Linked DNA regions of Sus scrofa: all the other regions are linked to region 2. The links are chromatin contacts, called in public HiChIP or PLAC-seq maps. All regions are on one chromosome and are shown on one strand. The core of a region is the stretch at or near the end of the contact, and the rest is flanking DNA. Distances in the headings are between cores, read along the strand shown.

Region 1 (3,801 bases), core at 421-2,920, 140 kb after region 2:
TGCGCGGGGTTGGCGGGGGGGGGGCAACAGGGAGTTCCCATCCTGACTTAGAGGTAACAAACCTGGCTAGTATCCATGAGGATGTGGGTTTGATCCCTGGCCTTGCTCAGTGGGTTAAGGATCCTGCATTGCTGTGAACTGTTGTGTAGGCCCACAGCTACAGCTGTGATTCAACCCCTAGCCTGGAACTTGGAAATGCCCTAGGAACTTGCATATGCCCTGGGTGTGGCCCTAGAAAGACGTTGTGTGTGTGTGTGGTGGTGTGGGCATATTTACATATACAAGTAAATAAATATTTTTTCAATCTAGATTTCCAGTGTCTTTGGCCACACTAAATCCATACGTTGCTTGGTAATAGAAGATGCTCTTCTTACCAGCCCACTTCAATCCTTTCTATCTAGAAAGCCTTTGGTGGGTTACCTGTGGCCAAGAGTCTTTGCAGCCTCTCCCATTAAGAGGCGGAGTCCTTGAATCTAGGTGGGCCTTTACCCTCTGACTGTTTTGACCAACTCTAAGCCCAGGCCCTCTTGGACCCCAGATGCCATGTCAAGAGCCCAGGCCAGCCTACTCAAGGACGGAGGACGACTAGCAAGAGGGCCTGCGGCCCCAGCCAAGCCCGACACCCCCAGCCACGCATCAGTGGATACAACCACATGAGTGAGTCCAGGAAAGACCAACAGAAAAGCTGCCCAATTAACCCACAGATTCGTGGCAAAGAATACACCAGGGTTGTTTCAAGCTGCTGAATGTAGGCCAGTTCTCTCAGCGATAGTTAACTGACCCAAGTCAGAGTCACAGGCAGCTGCCTTGGGATGGGGCTGGGGCTGGGCTGCGCAGGAAGGTAGAAGCCATGGGAGCTTCTCGCTGTAGCACAGTGGTACGTGGAGATTAGCCCTTCCATTTGCAGAATCTTCTTTGAAAGAAAATGACTCATAAATGAGATTCTAAGAAGTTAGGAAACAAAACAAAACCCACAGCTAATGGCTGAGGCAACAAGAAAGATAGTTCTAACATTGGCGTGCAAAGCCGGAAAGCCTGGGTTTGATCCTGGCACCACCAGTGACTGTCCATCCGGTGACAGTCCTTGGCCCTAAGCCTTCCCCTGAAGGCGGAAGGAGTGGGGCTGACCTGTCCCTGAGAATGGAGATGCTTCACCGGGTGCTCACGGAGGGCTGCAGAACTAGAAGCCACTCTCCTCTCCCAGTGACAAATAGCGTTGGCATCAGGCCACCGCTTTTCTGGAAGATCTTGATTTTTAAGGAGGAAGTAAACAAATGCTGAGAAAGAAGTCAGGGGATGTCCCATGAGGCACTAAAGATACTGCAGTAATTCCCCCAAATTAAAAACCACGAGGGGGATGCTTTTTTCTGACCGCTGGGGTAGGGGTGGCGGGGCTTGTTAGGATTAAGAGAAGGCGGTGAGGACAGAGCACGGTTCCAGCAGTGGAGGAACCCAGCCTTGGAGTTCTCCCTGCCTAAGTGGTCCCCACCCCTAAAAAATAACTCACTGCCCAGTAGCCCCATAAATGAAACTAATTTTTCTCATCCTTTCCGCTTAACACACACACGCATTTGCAAGTTATTTCTGGTGACCTAAAAGCTGTGTGCATGCCAAATGCCTTCACACGCTGCCAGAGTCAACCGTCCCGTCCGGTTTTAGTGGCCAGTGAGCGGCTAGAGCACAGGCCCTGGAATTCAGAGGATAAACAAGGCCCGCTTCCAGGCGGAGCTGTTTCTCTGGAGCGCCGTTGGCTCCTTCTGAATTTGATTCGGCGACTCTCAGATGCAACCTGGGGCGAGCTTTTGCCTGGGGAGAGAGAGCTCCAATTTTACTTATGGTTTACCTGTTCAGGCGAGATTCGCTCAACAAAAATGGTTGGAACACTGGCTGTGGGCCCAGCGTCATTCTGCGTGCTGAAGAAAGGGTGACTTAAAGAAAAAAGAAATTAGATGGCGCTCTTGTTGTGGCTTAGTGGGTTAAGAACCCAACTTAGCGTCCTTGTGGATGCAGGTTCGATCCCTGGCCTCGCTCGGTGGGTTAAGGATCCGGCATGGCTGTGGCTGTGGCTGTGGCACAGGCCAGGGCGGCAGCTCCAATTCAGTCCTAGCCCGGGACCTTCCATCTGCTGCGGGTGTGGCGCTAAAAAGAAAGAAAAAATTAGAGTTTCTGCTCTCATTGATTTTATATTCTTGTGGAGACAGAAGGAAGTCAGTGTCTCGTATATCAGATGTTGAGAAGTTGAGCTTCGGGGGGCCTCTCCCACACTGTCCTTTCTGCCCCTCTGTTCCCCCAATCCTGATGTGTATGTTTCAGGTGCTAAGAGATGGTCCAGGCTGTTCTTCTGCCCATCTTCCCCCACCAGCCTCCTGTCTTGACAGCCTGGAGCTCTCTGGCAGTCCCTGAAAAGGAGGAACGTCTCCTCCGGAGGCAGGTGGTGCCCACCTTCAACCTGGACCCGCTGGGGTAGGTAGGCAGGCGTGTTCCTGAAACTTTCAGAAACCTCTGCATCCCACGGGGTACCTGATAAGCTGCATGCCTACCTGTTATTTATTGAGACCACATGAATCACTAAATGAATAATATGCATTAGACAAGGGATAACTCACGGCCTCTGTTTTAAAAGGAATTTTACCCATCTAAGTGCTATTTGATGCCAAAAGAGTTACACCCAAACAGGCAGCTGTGATTTCGCTGCAGGGATCTCTGTTTGTCGTTCTTTGGGATGCAGGGATTTGAAAGAGGTTGTTTTCCTGGGCGGTTGGATCCGTTTTCTGTGGGAGAGGGCTTTCCCTGTGAGAGCGATCCTGCTTCTTATGCAGCTTTTGCTGAAAAGATCCCTTCAGACAGTTTTGCCTGAAAACCTGGTGGGTGCTTCCCACCTGGAGAAAGAGCTGGAAAGCATGATAATTTTCATAGGGAATCGTTTGCCTGTGCTTCCTGCTCCTCACAACCCGCACGGTGCTTCCAGCCTGCTCCTTCGGGGTCATGTCTTGGCCAAGCCTGGAATCATCCCTCTTACCCCTCGGACTCTGAGGCCACCACCGCCACACTTTCTCCACGTGCCAGGCCCCGCTCCCCTGACGTTTTCGGAGACTGTCACTGATGGGACCTGCACTCTTGTCTTCTGAGAGGCTTCCTGGCAGCGTTTCCCCTTCCCCAGCCAAGATCTCTGTGGCCAGGTAGGAGCCCAACTGGCCTCCCTTGGGGGAAGATGGAGATCCCTGCCTGGTGACCCATCTGATTTTTACTGGTTCATTTTTACATGCTTCATGACCCAGCGGGATTTCTGTCCCAAGCACCAGGGCTGTCAGTGCCACTCGGATCTGTCCAGCCCGCTGGCGGGGTTGCAGGGGGAGGTGGGGAGTGTGGAGGCAGGAACCACACACCATTCCCCGGCTCAGCCAGCATCCCCGTTTCCCAGCGGACTGGACGTCACGAAGGGGACCAAGTTTGCCTTCCCATGGATTGTTTTCTTCCCCCCACTTTATAAGCTCAGATCGTGCAAAGGGTCTGCATTGTCGCCATTAGACTCATTACTCTTGCCAACTAATCCTAAACAACCCCCCCGTCCCTGTCCCCATGTGCCATAATACGGAGTAGATGCTGCCGCCTCGGGGTTTAATTAAGCAGATGAATGAACAAATTTCATTCGGAATTTAGCTGCATTTTGTACGTGTTAAGTAGGTGGTAGGCATTTTAAACCTCCAGGTTTTGGTAGTATCTTTAGTGAAGGAAATTGGCTTAGCATTTCGTAGGGCTTTCAGCAATTAACATTTTGCAGGGCTCGCAGGCTTTCACGCC
Region 2 (3,835 bases), core at 805-3,304:
TGCCTTGTTGCTACCAGCGTAGGAAGGAAATTGTGTCCCTGTGCCTCAGATTTGCTTTGTAAAATCCACTTGGAGAAAAGTCCAAGATAGCCCTACCCTGAATTGCAGCAGTATCCGGAAGCTCAGTGCCGCTCCATGTGGACCAGAGAAAAGGATGAGCTGTTTATGTCGATGCGAAATCCACTTGGAGACAGACATTTCCCTTCTTTCATGCTTTCCAAAATACAGATGTTACAGAATCTTTATGTAAAATGTTAAGTAATTTGGAAAGGTCGTTATTGGTAGGCCAAGAGGCCTTTCGGAGAAGAAAAACATGTTTCTTTGTTGCTTCTGTTTTTCCCGCACGCATTGAACCAGGGAGAATTTTTCAAGTAAATATTCAAGGAAACAAGTCCTTCCTCCCCCGTTCAGATGGGCCTGTTTCGGAAAGCCCATCTGATACGGGGCTAACTTGACCTAAAATAACAATCGCATAAACAATAGTAATAATAATGAAAGGGCAGAGAACTCTGCAGCGCCACCCGCAGTAAGGTGGGAAGAGTGGAAGAACCAAGGCTTGAAATCAGACCAGTTCTGGAGACCCGGGGACCAGTGGGGAAGGGCCTTCTGGATAATAGAAGCAGGATGAGAAAGCTTTTAAACAGTTTGTCAGTCCTTGCCTCACTTCTCTGAGAGTCCCAGGAAAGAGCGCATCAAAGTGGCCTAGCTTCAGCCCACCTGGGGCAAGACAGCACACCTCGACTGAGGGTTTCGAGAGGACTCAGGAGATGGAATTACAGAAGGGACATCACGGGACCCACCAGGACAAGAGAGGACAGAGGCCCACGCCCTGCCCTGCTCTGGGACACATTTCTATAATAAAGGACCTAGGAACTGGGAGGGGCAGGGACACATCGAAGGAGACCCCCTGCCCAGACCTGAAGCTTGCCTGTAACTTTTTTTTTGCCTTTTCTAGGGCCGCTCCCGCGGCATATGGAGGTTCCCAGGCTAGAGGTCTAATAGGAGCTGTAGCTGCCGACCTACACCAGAGCCACAGCAACGCTGATCCGAGCCGCGTCTGCCACCTACACCACAGCTCACGGCAATGCTGGATCCTTAACCCACTGAGCAAGGCCAGGGATCGAACCTGAAACCTCATGGTTCCTAGTCAGATTCGTTAACCACTGTGCCACGACGGGAACTCCTTGCCTGTAACTTTTGACGTTATGAATCTGCTTCTCCCTCCTTGAGATACATACCGGTAGATTTAAAAGATGACCGTGCTTCTGCTGGTGGGCATGCCAGCTGGTTTTACCATATCGTAATATGTATTAAGTATCTGGGGACTATGTATTAAAAGCCTTTCAAAAGTAAATATCCTTTGACCCAGCAGTTTGTCCTGACGGATAGATGGGAATGCAAAGACATTTCTGTAAAGAAGTTCATTGGCGCATCGGTCACGATAGCAAAGAATCGGAGACAGTCTAAATGGTTAATAAGACACTGATGACAAATAGCAGAGAGCACTATGGACCCTCTAAAAAGAACAGGCGAGATCTTGGTATATTTGCCAAAACGGTGCCCTCCGTATATTGTTCCCTTACGTTTTTAAAACTCAGGTGGTGGAACCATGTGTGGATAAAAATAAATGACTTGCCTTGTCTAGAGACATTGAGAGGCACAGTCCTGGAGACGCTTCCTCGTCAAAGTCTTAATCAGCACAGGGGGTAGATTGCTGGGAGACACCGACCTTCACCTTGAAATATTTCTCTATGCTTTGCATTGTCAACAGCGAGTGTATTTTACAATAATAGCTGTTCATGGATAGCGCTTACCGGCTCCTCACTGTGTTTCAGGGTTTTTATGCACATTAGCTCCTCTGATGCTTTTGCACTGCTCTGCGAGGTGCTTTTGACCTACTTTGTAGATTAGGAAATTGAGATTGGTCAATGCAGGAGATGTGATTTAATCTGAGTTCTGCCTGGCTCTAATTTAACTCTGCTGTTAACCACAGGGATATTCTACCTCCCTAGGAAAAGAACAACACAGAAGGTTCCGTTTGTGGAAACAAGGCGCGTGCAGCATGTGGCTCTTGCCATTGTTATTCACAGGGGACAGAGTTGGCTGCCTTGAGTCTCTACTGATTCTTCAGCTGCTCACCTTTTCATATGGGAAGCGGGAGAGGACAGATGGGTTAAACATACCGGTCACTTTTCCAGGAGTAGTTTAGAAAAATTATTTTTCTAGGGTGCTCTTGTTCTAGAAACTGCTCTGTTCACTGATTTCCAAGCTGGCTACACCAGAGAAGTGCTCCGGTTAGGGTTAGGGTTAGGACTTCTTTTGACATCACACGAGCCTTAGCTTCGTTTCCCCTCTGCTGCCAAGCCCGTTCCCTTTCCAATTCCTGCCGAGGTGACGTGAGTTTCACCGCACCCCACGCAGTGGCGCTCCTCCGCCACAGGTGGCGCTGTTGCCCAGGCTCTGGTGGTTTTGCAGCTGTGTATGAGGCAATTGAAACACTTAAAGGTAAGAAGTCTATAGGATATGAATTTAAACGTGGGATGCTGTGCTGTTACCTTTTAAGAGCCAGATTCCAAATGTTGGGCCTTTTCCTTTCTGGAAAATGGTTTGGTGAGAACTCAAATGCCAGCATTTCACCACAGAACCAGCATATTTTGAAGTGACAGGTAGCAGGAGGGAATTCCTTCGGGGACAGTTCTGAATTTGTTGCTTTTATCTTGAAGTTTCTCTCAGGGCATACAGTGCCTGTGGGATGTCAGGCAGGGCCATAATTAATGGCTGGCAGCTGCTGGTGTTTTCCAAATGGCCCAGTTGCCAAGGAGGGGATGACAGCAGATAAATGCATGCACATTTCTTTGCAGAGACTTTTCTCCCCTTTGCTTTCTTCTCTCTTCTCTTTGGATCTCGGGTCCAGAGAGAGAGAATTAGTCTTGCTCCCTGGCTTGTGGCACGGGATCCTCACAGGCTCCTCCTTAAGTCACTCACTCACTTCTCTTTTAGTTCTTTTCCCAACTCCTATTCCTGTCCTCCCGCAGTCCACCGTTCTATTGTGTACTTTTAACGTGTACTCTTGCCAATTCATGTCTTTCATGTACTTGTGGGGTGTTTTGTTGTTGTTGTTGTTGTTTGTTTGTTTGTTTCATTTTGTTCATGGCTGCACCTGCAGCATATGGAAGTTCCTAGGCTAGGGGTCTGAATCGGAGCTGCAGCTTCCAGCCTACACCACAGCCACAGCCACACCGAATCCAAGCCACATCTGCGACCTACCCCACAGCTCACGGCAATGCCAGCTCCTTAACCCACTGAGCAAGGCCAGGGATTGACCCCACATCCTCACAGACATGGATTCTTAACCCGTGATCCACAACAGGAACTCCTACCTGTGTGGGTTTTTGTTTTTGTTTTTGTTTTGTTTTGTTAATTCTTTGATTATCGTTGATTTACATTATTCTGTCCTACCTGGGGTTTTCTGTCGTGTAAATGGTTGTAGTCCTTGTTGTGTTTCCCTGGAGGTTCTCACAGAGGGGGCATGGGCGCAGATGTCGCTGCGGTATTGTCGGGGTTTACCCTGGAGGAGAGTAGTGTCCGCTTCGTTGGAGGGAAGGTGCTCAGGTCGTGACCTAGAGCCGTCTCTCCGGGGCCTCCAGCCCCACGGGAAGAGTTCCCCCTTCCTGCTAACTCTGGCCATTATCCAACTCTCTCTCTTTTTTTTTTTTTGCCAGTCTAGTAGGTAGAAAAGGATAGCTCATCCTTGTCTTGATTTGTAGTTCTCTGATAATCAGTGAGTTTAAATATCTCTTCATAGGCCTGTTTACTGGGTGTCCGCTTCTATTTT
Region 3 (3,918 bases), core at 1,111-3,610, 250 kb after region 2:
AGCCATTTGTCTCAGCTTTGATTCCTTGAGGCATGAACATCACCTTGAAGCTTTAGTAATGCCTCAGTGGTCTTTGAATTGGCTCCTCTAGCATGCCTGCCACACAGCGGGTAGCAGTACTGATCAGGAGGTATTGATGATGTAGTTCCATGTTCTGTGAACCTTGGTTGTTTTCTATGCACACTATCCCCTGTCATCCCCACTTGGAAACAAGTTCATTTTTATTCCATTCTTTGTAATGCTAGCAAACAACCCTAGTTGTTTTGGATGACCTAAATTGTTACTTCCAGCACAATACCATGTGTATTCAAAGACAGTACTTGGTAAGACAATGCCACATTAATAATAATAGAAAAGCTTTGGCTTATTTACATTCTGTACATATATCATCCTATTGGATATTTATGGTGAGGGTACAGAAGAATAGTATAAATTGTCTCTTATTCAAGCTGTCTGGATAGAGTGAGGCAAGGTTTTGAGTGTTTGATGCTGTTTACATGAACTCTTTTGTTCTGAGATTAGCGTGTCTGTAACCAAATAAAGTAAAAATTGTTTCCCTACAAAGTATTCATTTTAACTGGGAAACAGAAGCCTGATATAAGAAGAGGAGGTTGGATTCTTTAACCAAAGAAAATGGTATAGAGTTACCAATGTTGTTAACAGCCACTCAATGCCAATTAATAGAGATTAGCTGAAGGTCTGAAAAAACAGTCAGCTGGTATAAGTACCTCTGTGTCTTCAATACTCAAAATCAGGCTCTTACTTTACTTACCAAACTAAATATAAATTTTGACTTGCATCAGTTTTCATTATAAGCAGCTCCCTTCCTCAGTTTCAATGTAGCCTCTATGTCGAAGAAATACATTTGTTGATTTCCTTATGGGCATCAGTGAGACAGGTTCCTTGTATAGCTGACAAACCAAAGGGTAATGTCATCTCCGGGCAGCTGCTTTTCACCATCAACATCCCCAGGGGACAGGACACATGTTTTTAAGAGAAGGGATTATCATTGTTAAATGTCTAAGTCAAAACTGATATGGTAGCAAAAATGATGAGATTAAATGAGACTACCTTAAAAGGCCTGACACATAATGCTCAATATGGGTTCATATAATCCAGTTAGGAGCTTCATATTAACAATTTCTCAGTAGTGCTTAAGAGCATGGACTCTAGAGCCAGATGCCCGTGTTTTCTGTTTTTTTTTTAAATCCTACTTAACCACTTCCAAGCTTTGGTGAAGCAAGTTAGTCAGTTGTTTAAGCAGTCTCTTTGTATAAATACAATGAAGTTAATAGTAGCACTTCATAGGGCTGCTAAATTTAAATGAGATAATATATTGAAACACGATGCTTGGCTCAGTAAATTAAAACAATAGTTTAATTTAAAAGCAGGAAAGCAATACCACTTCCCTAGGAGTTTGTAGACAAGTGACATTCTCTGACATGTGATAAATGGCCTAATTACAAAGATTTTTCATTGAAACGTCAATAAAATGGCAGCCAGCAGCTATGAATCAGTTACTTTAACTCTGAGCTTGTTCCTTTTTTATAAAATGGAGTTATTATCTTCAACATTTGTTTTTATTTCATTCATCTATTGGGTGAGGAATATAACTGGTATAATGCATGTGAAAGTGTTCTACAAATATAAGATTAATACTTGAAGTATAAAACAATAATGTTCATACATACTGGTGCCGTATCTGGTATTTCTGCATTGTACCTTGAAACACTGGAAAAGGAGGTTTCTTTTATACACTTTTGCAAGGGACTGAGGGTAGCAATAGTATTTTTCTTATTCTGTCTTCATTATTTATCATATGGTATGTACACAGCAAATGCTTGGTGCACATGATGGGTAGGGCAAACGTGGTTTTAAAATCATAATATGCCTTTTTCCTAGTGATGGAGGCCACTCATGGAGAAAAGAGTATTTATAGGAAGGTTTGTTAGATTATCCAGTGCATGGATATAACCTGAACACAATATGCTTTTGGAACTACTATACTCTAGTTTGTATAGAATAGCTGGTTTCCTTTTTTCCTCCCTTCTGCCTTTATTGCCTGTAGTTTGCAACACTGTTTTACTTACTACATATTTATGCCCTTTTTTTGGGACAGTTGATTTTTTAAGGAAGATAAGAATTTTGCCTAGATAACATTTTATTTACATAAATGTCATTTTTCATGATAAAGACTGATATCTGGAGAAGGCTTGGAAACGAGTTCTTCCTTCCCCTGTAAAGCTTTGCAGTAATTGGCACATGACCATTTGAGGCATGGAAGGGATATTTCTGGGGCCTCTGACACTGGGGTTAAGGTCATTCTGAATTTATGCCATACTGGCATGCAAACGTTGCCACGCTGACATTTACTGTCCATGCTAGCTAGCATCTTATGCTTCCTAAAGTGATAACTCCAGGGCTTCAGTAGAAGAAGGGGGAAAAGAACCAGGAAAACCGGAATTGCATGAGTTCTACACAAGCATTTTGGAGTCATACAATGAAAAAGCAGATTTTTTATTATGATGTTTCTCCATATTTGGCATTGCTGTAAATGGCTAACTAACATTTACTGCCAACTCAGTACAAATGTGTGGTTTGGTAATACCAGAACAGCAAATTTAAATGAAAAATAAAAGTTAAACATTTCCACACAAGATTTTACAATCTGACATTTCACTGTGTAGGTAAAAAGACATTGTTTTTCTTTTTTTTTTCTTTTTCCTTTTTTTTTTTTTACTACAGATTATTATTCAGCATGAATAAAAAACTACAACTTTTATTTTTAAACAGGAGTCACTGGTTTTAATTTTTACACATTTTAAAATTACTGTGATAAAAAATAATGAAAAAGCTTCTTAATAATGCCATACACAGTATAATATAGATTTGTCCCCATTATATAGCATTTGTTTAATATACAAAATAGAATATTGACACACTTGAATCTATATGTAGTTAAGCAAGTTATTTGAGGAGGGTATTTTCATACGGCCTTTCATCAGAAAATAAAATCCTTCTTTCAGGCATCTTCTAGAGAGAAGCTAACTAATCCTTTGCCCAACACCTGATCCAGGCTGGGAAATCTTGAAACTTCCATTACCAAGTGGTTAAAGTGTCCTCCTTACACTCTTATTTTCTCTTCCACCTCTCAAACCAGGCACAGAAAAACACATTCGTCTATAGCTACAGTCTTTTGGGTGACCCACCGAGATCAAAATCTCACTAGGGGCTGCCACAGTTCTTGAATTTCGACAGATCAAAGTATAATAATAATGTTCATTCCATGGTGATGTAATTTTAGGATATTTAACAAAGAACTAAAATGATAAGACTTATGGTAATAGGATGTATAGATAGATAAGTAAAATTGGAATTGCCCATTCTTCCATCCCCCAGTTCTGAAGTGAGGCTGGCTTTCCTTTATGTGTATGTCCAGAGCTCATCCTACACAAAATATTAAGCTCTTTATGGACACTAATCATGATGGTTTTTCTTCTGGGGTACCATTTTTGTTTGTTTTTCCAGGAGAAAGCAGGTGCTCTTTTGAAGTTCCCCTCCATAGTTTTAGACAGTTGGGTATGTCCCATAGTAAGGCCTAGGAACACCAAGAGAGTCACTTTTTTCCGCCACTAGTTATAAATACTTTTTGGGATTTGTTGTGAGTATCTAGGCATGTTACCTCTCACTGAAATTACAACAGACTTCAATAGTTTGGGATGGCAAGATACCGCATACATAGAAAATGAAGCTGCTTTCAAATAGCACCATAGCTTTATCACTTAAGTCCATGATTATATTCAAACATAACTAAGATAACCTCTTTCCCACATATTCCAAAAGGTCACAGCTTTTTTTCCCCATTTTTTTTTCATTTAATGTGCAGCCTCTGCTAGTTTTATGAATGTCAGTTCATTT

Evidence for each region. HiChIP or PLAC-seq counts read pairs in DNA pulled down with a chosen protein or histone mark.
Region 1: an H3K27ac HiChIP or PLAC-seq map of skeletal muscle shows a contact between it and region 2. The contact joins two enhancer-like sites. A contact is called at or near these places in 1 of 47 Hi-C or Micro-C datasets (embryonic fibroblasts) and 1 of 2 datasets of contacts at active chromatin or transcription factors (skeletal muscle).
Region 3: a contact with region 2 is called in an H3K27ac HiChIP or PLAC-seq map of skeletal muscle. The contact joins two enhancer-like sites. A contact is called at or near these places in 2 of 2 datasets of contacts at active chromatin or transcription factors (alveolar macrophages and skeletal muscle).

The regions. Positions count from the first base shown.
Region 1 is chr2:144,705,196-144,708,996 of Sscrofa11.1, forward strand. All of the region lies in intron 20 of ARHGAP26 (rho GTPase-activating protein 26), which reads left to right. Among named protein-coding and RNA genes, the nearest start is that of NR3C1, 220 kb to the right of the region's middle. Within about 2 kb of position 1,671, at least 24 of the 83 cell types and tissues checked have an H3K27ac peak or open chromatin away from gene starts, as enhancers often do. A contact at or near this core is called in skeletal muscle, where this site is marked.
Region 2 is chr2:144,568,422-144,572,256 of Sscrofa11.1, forward strand. All of the region lies in intron 12 of ARHGAP26 (rho GTPase-activating protein 26), which reads left to right. Among named protein-coding and RNA genes, the nearest start is that of ARHGAP26, 270 kb to the left of the region's middle. Within about 2 kb of position 2,055, at least 14 of the 83 cell types and tissues checked have an H3K27ac peak or open chromatin away from gene starts, as enhancers often do. A contact at or near this core is called in skeletal muscle, where this site is marked.
Region 3 is chr2:144,820,436-144,824,353 of Sscrofa11.1, forward strand. It overlaps a transcript of NR3C1 not described here. Among named protein-coding and RNA genes, the nearest start is that of NR3C1, 110 kb to the right of the region's middle. Within about 2 kb of position 2,361, at least 1 of the 83 cell types and tissues checked has an H3K27ac peak or open chromatin away from gene starts, as enhancers often do. A contact at or near this core is called in skeletal muscle, where this site is marked.